Regions from separate parts of the Sminthopsis crassicaudata genome. Here region 2 is linked to region 1. A link is a contact called in public Hi-C data. All regions are on one chromosome and are shown on one strand. Each heading gives the region's core, a stretch centred on a gene start, on an enhancer-like site or on the middle of the called end of the contact. The rest is flanking DNA. Distances are from core to core; before and after follow the strand shown.

Region 1 (4,572 bases), core at 746-3,245:
CACCCTCTTTGGTGATTGTCTTGGCTTTCTGGTTCTGTCTTATTCCTCCTAAACATCCTCTTTCATTCTCACTATCACGTCTAGCTCCTCTAGTCCATCACCTGTTTTTACACTCTTGACCCACTAATTGTCCAGTTCAAATATCTTTCCTTCAATCCTTTTTCCATTGTCCTGTGAACTTTTTAGTTCAAGCCAATCCTGTGTTTACCCAACCACCATTCCTATTCCAGTATTGCTGAACATTTCAGAAAGAAGTAACATAACTATGTTGTTGGGTTCTCCTCAAATTTATATTATCTAGCTTCAAATGGGTACTGTTGATAACCCTTTTATCCTTCCTGAATTGATTTCCCATCACACAGTGATGATAGTGATTATACCTTCCATACTCTTCTTTAGGCCAACACATTCCTTTTCCTCTCTCTCTTTCCAAAGGTCCTCACCTACTTTAGTGAATACATTTCAATAAAAGCCATCCCCTTTTATCTATCTCTTCTCCCTTCCAGGAAAAAACAGTCACCCAAGCAGAGGTATTCCATCCCTCTGGGGACGTCGGGCCCTGTTAGGAGAGTGTCTCTGGAGAGGCCATTTTACAGACAAAATCAGATGGTAGAAGCTCCACTCAATAATCCAAGAAAGTCCACAAGATCCAAAACAAGTGGATAGGGTTTATAGGCTACTATTGCTGCTCCAATTGTAGAACAACCAGAATTATGGATCTAGACCCAAAGGATATCAAAAGTAGAAAAAAATCTTTGAGACAGTCTAGTTTCACTTTTACATTTTACAGATGAGAAAACTGAAAACACTGAAAATTCAAGGGGCCAATCTATCTGGAATAAAATCCCTAATCTTTCTGACCTTATTCCTTATCCAGTTCCTCCTCTTCCCTCCAGGTGTCACTAGTGCTGCGTCTGTCCCCATTATTTCCTCTTTCCCCTGCCCCCCATCTTTGGAGAGAAATTCTCCACCTCATACTCCCCTTCTCCTAACTCTGGTCTCTCTCCCCATCAGTGTAGGGAGGCAGCTAGAGGTACTCCAGTGACATGATTCGGATGACCCAACGTGGGGTATATGTCTTTTCCTTCATCCACATTGGGGAGCCACTACCAAAATAAATGCTTAGTGACTTAAAGGCAGGAACCAATCCGTTGAGTCAGTTTGAATATCTTTTCTCTCTGTCACTGTGCCCCTTTTTATGCCTATTTCTGTCAGCGTGAGTGTCTACTTTTCCAGGCCTTAGTTCTGCATGACACGTGTAGGGCAGCTCTGATATCTCCCTAGGGACGGTGAGCTGATGGCTGACCACAGCCACCTGTCTCTCCTGATGCTCACACTCTTCAGCCTGGCCCCCGCCTCCGAGCAGCTGCCCCTGGGGGAAGGGCCCGAGAGAGTGACCGACACGAGGAGAGGGAGCTACCGAACTGACAAACACGGAAAGAAAGGGACCGAGGGGGAGATGTCTAAGTAACATCCAAAGAGGAACATAAGTGGAAAGAATCGGAGAATTATAGTTCTTAGAGCTACTAGAGGGATATCCGAGGCTACTGCTAACATCCTATCCCCACCCACACCCCGCACCGCCATTTTACAGATGAGGAAACTAAGGTCCAATGGGGCAGTTTTTCGCCCAGGTCCCCCAGGCAGTAAGCCGAACTGCTCCTCAGGGCCACCGACTCCAGCACCAGAACCCTATACAAGTAGGGAGATACAAAAGAAATATTGGCTGGCTGACTAACTCTTATATTAACAGCGAAAGAGCCAATAGCCCTTCAGCCCGTCCTTCCTTGAGAAGCATGCAGCAATGACGGCCCTTTACATTCCCGCTACCCTGGCCACCTCCAAGACTTGGGACGAGGGGTTACACTCGGGACCTGACATTTGACAGCTCCAAAGACAGGAGCTAAAAATATATCCAGAGCGGGTTACTTCAGGCCATTGCCACTCCACCCCCGGACCCAGGATCCCGCCCCGGCACGCGTCATTTTCTGCCCCGCCCCGTTCTGGCCACCCAAGCCAGGACTCAGTTGTAGGGGAGAAGGACTTAATCCACTCATGCCCTTTCCCTTCGAAAACCCGTTCGAGAGCGCCACTCCCCACGCTTGTACGTTTCCGCAGCCCGCACACCGGCAGGGGGTGGCGGGGACTGGGGGAGTGCGGGTACAGGACGAGTGCCCGGATAGCTCCTTCTCTGGGACTGTCTTCTCCCAATTACTTTGGGTCTCTCTGTGTAAAGGGGAAGAGCGGAGTGAGGGGGTGTGTCTCCCTGAACAGACCGCAAGGCCCGCACCTAATAGGCACAGCACCGAGCGCCCTTCACTTCAGTGGCTCCTGACTTTCCCCAAGCTCCTCCCCTTGGGCATTCTTGAGGAAGGCGGAGTTTCTCTGGGCCTCCTGGGAAGAGCGTGACTTTGGGGGGAGTATGGGATCTCAGCCAATGGGTGTTGCGAGAAGGTGTGGCTCATGTGTGTAGGGGTGTGGTTTGTTGGAGGGGATGGGGACTCTAGGATTAGGTGTGGGGTGTGTGTGGGGGTGGGTGGGGGATTCGCCGGGTCTCTCCCGCGTCTGGGTAGGATAAGCGTTCGTTCTGCTCCTCTCCAGCTCCTCTACTTTGGGTCCCCCTCCCACTGTCCCATTCACCTCTCTTTTTCTCATTTCTCCAATTCCCTTCTTTCAATTTTCGCCAATTCCTTTCTCCTATTTCCCACCAGTCGGGCTACCTCCAGTCATCCTTTGGCTCCCGATTCTCAAGTTCAACCAGCTTCTTCCCCGGACTCTGTTCTGTTTCCAATTCTTTCTTGGTATTCGTAGACCCTCACCCCACCTCCAAGTTTTCCCCCTCTTCGTCACAGAGATGCCGTCGGGGTTTCAGCAGATCTGGTCCGAGGTAGGGAAAACTGGTTTTCTGGGAATTGGGCTGTAAGGGATTCTCTCTAGGTTCCCCCTTTTCCTAACGGGGTTGGAGTGCGGTGAGACTCCTGCGCAGGCTCTACAGGTTCTGAGACTGTGGTGAGTAGGGGGGTGATACTGGATTGGGAGGGGGGAAGGGAGGAGAGTGCGATCAGGGGCTTCTGGCTATTTATACTATGGCTGAGACTTTAGTCTTTACCGCTGTGAAAGGAGATTCGAAGGGAGAGTTTGGGTGGCATTTGTCAAAAACCAAACGTAGAAGCAGGACAGGTGAAGGTGCCTTATAGGAAGTCCTCAACTCTCAGATGTTGGGATATGGGACTCCTCTTGGGGTACAGAACATCTAAGGCATAGTAACAAGAATAACTCGTTAGAAAAAGAAATAACTGGGTCGCCAGGGCGTTTCTTTGTGTCTCTAAGTCAAGGTCCCTGGTGTGATTGATACCACTTTCTGAACGCATGGCCCCACCAGGTGTTGGGGGAGGGGGAATTGGAGAGGAATATGCAGGGTCACTGCCTGGCATGTCATATTCTGAGTCGTTTGAGTATAGGAGACCTAGACATCTGGGGGCTTAGTCAGGGTATCTGAGTTTTGATTGCCCTGTCCTATTCCTCTTGGCTAGTTGCCTCCATGAGTCCCTATCCCTCTTCCCCCCCCACCCCCAACACACATACATACACCACAACCTGGCTTCTCTCCAGGTCTCTGAACTTTCCCTTTGGCTCCACAGTTAGGGAGGGGGAGGGAGAAGGAGTGTCATAAGGCGCCCCCCTCCCCCCAGCCTCCAGCTCAGGTTTCTACTGGAGAGACAATCTGTGCTGCCAGCATCTATCCTGCCAACCTCCACCCTCGCCCTCACCACCACCTTTCCTCCTGACTCCTCTGGGTACCCTCTCTCCCCACCCCCAGCAAATCTCTGGCATTGTATGGGGGGGGGAGGAGTCCAAGAGGACGTAGCTGAAAATCTTTTAAGTCTTACTTTAATGATCTAGATGACCATATTAGAACTGTTCTCTTCAGTAGAAAATATCTGTAAGTTATATTTTGATAAATTACTTAGAGGGTAGGAAAAAGCAGGATTTGGAAAAGGTTCGGGATCTGACATGAGCTAGTCACAAAGGAAAATGGTTTTCTAATTCTCTCACCCCGTGCCGGATTCATCCTGGCCAAGAATTCATTTTCCTTGGGTGTGGGGAGGGGAGTGGGAAGGGGCTTTCAAGAAGGCTGGAGTGAATTTCTGTGTTCCCATATGTGTGAGAGTGGATAGATTCCATTTGTTCCTCCTGCTTACACTGGGATCTGAATTAGATTCCTAATATGGTCCTAATATTAGATTCCTAATTTTTGACTTCATTCGCTGCCCCAGTGATGGATCTGGGGATGGAAGTTTAAAAGCTTAAAAATGGTTAGCTCAAAACATCAAGGATGTTTCCTTTTCTGTTCACTATGTAGGAGGGGGATCCTCCGAGACAGCGGGTCACAGGAACCCTGATTCTTGCAGTATTCTCTGCTGTGCTTGGCTCCCTCCAGTTTGGCTACAATATTGGGGTTATCAATGCTCCACAGAAGGTGAGGGGACTGAATATTATGGCACTGACAGGGGGGTGGAGAGATCTACCTGGTTCCCACAGGGAAGAGTAGGGGATTTTGGATGGCTGGAT
Region 2 (4,539 bases), core at 1,605-4,104, 190 kb after region 1:
TAGCTGTGTGACCCTGGGCAAGTTACTTAACCCCAACCTCAGAAAAAAAATAATAAAAATAAAAAAATAAAGGTAAAACTGATATAAAAAAAAAAGAAAAAAAAAAAGAAATGATGAATATGAAGAATATAGAGAATCATAAGAAGAGTAAAGATCAATACATACAATGATGAGATAAGCAAAACCAGAAAAACAGTGTACATGAATACTTAATGTAAGTAGACACAATAAATTGAAACGGAATATTACATTGAAATATATACAATGTAATTTCCTGTTTTTTTTAGAAATGAGGATAGTGGAATGATGCCAACAACATTAGACTTGGTTTCTATGTTGCTTAGTTTTGCTGAACTACAACTTTTTTCCTTTCTTTTTTTATTCTTTGTTATTAGGGATTCATCACTGAGGGGAGGAAATGAGAAAAAAAAAGTATTGTAAAATGACTGTGATGTAAAAACAAAAGATATCAATAACAACAAAAAAATTTTTTTTAAAGAAAATGTCCAATTGTCTATTAGAAAAGAATGCAACTGAGGGATTCAAGGACCACAGATATACGTATATGTGGGAGTAATTGACCGGGAAGCTGATAAGATGACTTACAGAAGAAGATGCAGGCTCCCCTCATTTTTTAAATGAAATTTCCTTTTGCAGCTCCTACCTCAACCATTCTTCAATCTATATCTAGGCACAATCATACCCCACTTACCCTTCACCCGCTCAATCTTCTGATGAATCAGGATCTGATCAATCTAGGAAGAGAGACATACAAACACACTTCTCTGCTACCCCATAGAGCTAGAGAGAAAGCCTAAATTTCCAGCTATTTTCCCTACTTTCTCTTTCATGCACTTTTTAGTTCTTCCTCCCCAACTTGTACAAATTCTATTGATCCTTTTTAAGACTCTAGCTTCTTCTTCCCAGAACTCTTTCCTGATTCTTTACCAGCACAATCTCCTTTCAAAAGTTTTTTTTTTCCTTTTTATTCTCTAGAACTTTATATCTCTCATGTCACTTACATTACACATGGTCTTACCTCCTTTATCAGAGTATAAATTCCTTGAAGCCAAGGACTATAATATATATATATAATTCATTTTGCATCACTATTACATCCCACCCAAGTAACAATCTACAATCTCTATTTCCTCAGCTAAAATACGGGCATAATATTTGGATTTAACCTATTGAACACCCCAGTGTAAGGACTACATGAAATAATGTGATCTGGAGCCTAAGTCTCTCTGTGGTCCTAAGATCCTCCCCCATATTGCTAACTCACCTGGATAAGGAATTCCAGGCCAGGAGGGACTCCAGGCAACTGCAGAAAGGGAACAGTGGCTGGTTCTGGTTCCAAGGGGGCCCCAGGGCCGGGGGAAGGGAAGAGGTTGACGATGTGGCCAGGGGCAGGTGCAGGATTGGAATATGAGGCAGGCGGGGCCACTGGGTAGGGGGGTGATGGGGCATAGCCTTTGGGGGGTAAATAACCTGTGGGAAGGTGATATGGAGAGGGAAACAGTGAGTAGTGACCTCCTTACCTTTTTTAAGTTCCCCCAGAGAACTAAGGGGAAACACACAGAGGAAGGAAGAAATGAAAAACAATGAAACAAACCCCTGGAGACAAAGACGAAGGAGGTAGAACAGAGAGCAGGTTCAACTACAGTCCCAGGAGGGGTCTCCCTAGAAGTCCCACTCCTTCCTTCCCCACTTTCAGGTCAAAGGTTAAGAGATAAGAGCGGGAAGGAAAGCCGGCGGCGGGCCGGCCTCGTCCCGCGGAGAGAACCCCTCCCACGCCCGTCCCGTGGCCAGCCCGCCCCAGGACTCCTAGTCACCTCCGCAGAGTTTAGCTCACCTGCCATGGAGGGGGTGTTAGCGGTGGGATGTCGCTGTCCCGCGAGGAGTGTCTTCTACAGAAAGAGTCGAGGAGGAAAAGAGAAAAAGAGAAGAGGGAGCAGAGAGACACAGCGGAGGCATAAAAGTGGGGCCGGGAGAAAGGCGGGGCCGGACTGCGGCTTACTCAGAGAAATGTCGGCGTGGGCCTGGGGCGGGGGTTTGGGAGGGGGAGGCAGGGAGGAGAAGCAGCAGCCCGGCTTGGAAGCCCCGGGTCCCAGCCACGCCGGTGCCCGCTCCCTCCACTCGCCCGTCTCTTTGTTCTCGTATCCCTCCCTTCCTCCCTGCGATCCCGCCCCGCTCCACTTCCCTCCCCCGCCCTAATCCACTGGCCCGGGCTTACAATAGGCAGCCCCGAATTCCAGTTTTGCCGGGAATCCCGGGAGGGCTCGGGCCCTTCACTTCGGGAGGGGTAACTACATTCAGGTCCGAGCGAGCCCCGGGACCGCGCAGCCGCCTACATTTTGGGCGAGGCCAGAGCACCACAGCCGACCCTGCGGGCAGGGTGGGAAAAGAGAGGACGCGGCGCGCTCTCGGAGTCCCGTCCCATCCTTCCCAGCTTTCCGGATCTTCTCCGCCAACCGGGAGGATGGAAGCGGAAGGGAGAGGCCGAAGGGCTAGACTGAAAGGCAGGCTCCCCCGCCCGCCCGCAGCCGGTCTCTTTCCTCCTCCTCTGCGCTAAATCCGCGAGGCTGAGGTCTAGTGGCCAAACACTCAAGCATCTGAGCCGCGGACTTCAGGAGGTGACTTGTTCTGGTAGCGCCTACAGGCACCTCGGTTCCTGCTCAGTGAGTCACTCTAGTAGTGCAGAGGCGGGAGGGAGGGGGAGAAGCACGACGGTGAGACGTGAATCAGTCAAGTTGTATTTATTTAGCACATGCTCTCCGCCTCGGATGAGAGGAGCCAGGTGGGGAAGAGAGGCAGCGAAAGGTCGGGGCCAGCTTCTGTGGCAGGAAAAGGGTACCCCGTCCCTCCCCCATACTGGATTAGGAGTGGTGGCTGGTAGAGAGCCCACCCACCACATGTTAATTAGCCAACCTTAGGGTGTTGTATATCGATATGCAAATTGACCAACCCTAAAATGGAGGGCGGGATACTGAGATGCAGGAAAGGGAGTGAGTTTTATGGGAAAAGTTACTGTGGTTTGGAGGAGTCACCACTCTGTGCACTTCCACCACGTGACTGCAGCGCCCCCTACTGGTGAATACAGGAACTAAGACTTCTGAAACCATTTCATGCATTTTAGTTCTCTTCCTAATTCTCACGTGGCGCTTAAGAGGGAATCCATCATATTTATCAAATGCCTACTATGCACGTTTCCCACACTCATATCTGCTGCTCTTTAGCCCACACATGTGAGACCATATTTTTCCCTTTTCTACAGACTCCCTCAGGTTATATATCTTTATTAGTGTAGAAGACCTGAAAGGAAATTTGGAAACCTGGGTTCTTGGAGGCTCTAACTAGGTGTATGCAGTCCAGCTGTTTCCTCTCTCTGGGCTTCAGTGATCCCTTCTATAAACTGGGCAAATTGTCACTGAAGACCATTCCACTTCTAATATCCTGAATCTCCATAGAATTATATTGGCTCAGGTCCCACCTTTTTCTGATCTCCCAATTGCTAGTGCCCTTCCTTATTGACAAATTTATTTTAATAACTGCATTTAAATTATTTTTATTCAATAGACTCGTGTAGGGAATGGTGGGGGGCGAAAAACATTCATATAGTGCCTACTATGTATATGTCAGGCATTGCACTAAGCAAGTAAGCCCTGAGTTCCAATCTGGCCTATATGTGTGATTAGTTGTGTGACCCTGGGCAAATTAACTTCCAATTGCCTCAGTTTCTTCAACTTTAAAATGGGGATAATAATAGTACCTATTTCCCAAACCAGTTGTTAGGATCAAATGAAATAAAATTTAGAATAGTGCATAGTAAGCACTATGCAAATGTTAACTATTATTATTACAGCTATTAGCTAATTTCTTTTTTACAAATATTATCTCATTTGATGCATCACCTCATCTTGCTCATCCAATGGCCAGGCTCCCTTCAATTGCATCACAGAAAGTGTTCTCACAGGTGTGAACATCATGTTATCTCATTAGCACTTCTGTGATTAACCTGTGATAACATCCCTCAATGTTAACTCTGGGGGGGAGAGGGAGAAGAAAGAATACCAGATACCCGATTTCTTTCATATATGTACAGGTAATATCCCTCATGCAAATTGAGAATCTTCGGAGTAGGAATTGTTTCATTTTTTTGTATCCATATTTCCAGCCTTTAGATTTGTCTGGCACATGATAGCTATTTAATAAATAATTCTTATTGGTTTATTGGATACATCTAAAGTCAAGATATCCACTTTCCTTTTTAGGCTATTATGGATTCTTTGATTTCAAGATTAAATTTGTTTGCAATCTTGGTATTTTTTCCTCCTCTTTCCCTTCCATCTTAAGTGGAAATCTTGTCCATTCTGTCTTTAAAATGTTTCTAGGACCAGCCCTGAATTCAGGAGCACCTGAGTTCAAATCTGGTCTCAAGACATTTAAACACTTCCTAGCTGTGTGACCCTGGGCACGTCACTTAACCCAGATTGCTTCAGCAAAAAAAAAAAAAAGTTTCTAGGATCTTAGACTTTG

What was found. Hi-C and Micro-C count contacts between places; a contact is called where the count stands out from the background.
Region 2: a Hi-C map of fibroblasts shows a contact between it and region 1, with 8 times the contacts expected there. The contact joins the promoter of PLSCR3 here to the promoter of SLC2A4 in region 1. A contact is called at or near these places in 2 of 2 Hi-C or Micro-C datasets (fibroblasts and hippocampus).

Annotation. Positions count from the first base shown.
Region 1 is chr4:295,857,956-295,862,527 of ASM4859323v1, forward strand. It overlaps SLC2A4 (solute carrier family 2 member 4), which reads left to right and starts at 1,996. Exons shown (of 12, transcript XM_074311756.1): 1 at 1,996-2,104; 2 at 2,712-2,887; 3 at 4,364-4,480. The coding sequence starts at 2,056.
Region 2 is chr4:296,046,243-296,050,781 of ASM4859323v1, forward strand. PLSCR3 (phospholipid scramblase 3) reads right to left here and starts at 2,855. Exons shown (of 8, transcript XM_074311792.1): 1 at 2,237-2,855; 2 at 1,856-1,910; 3 at 1,286-1,491; 4 at 713-755. The coding sequence starts at 1,862.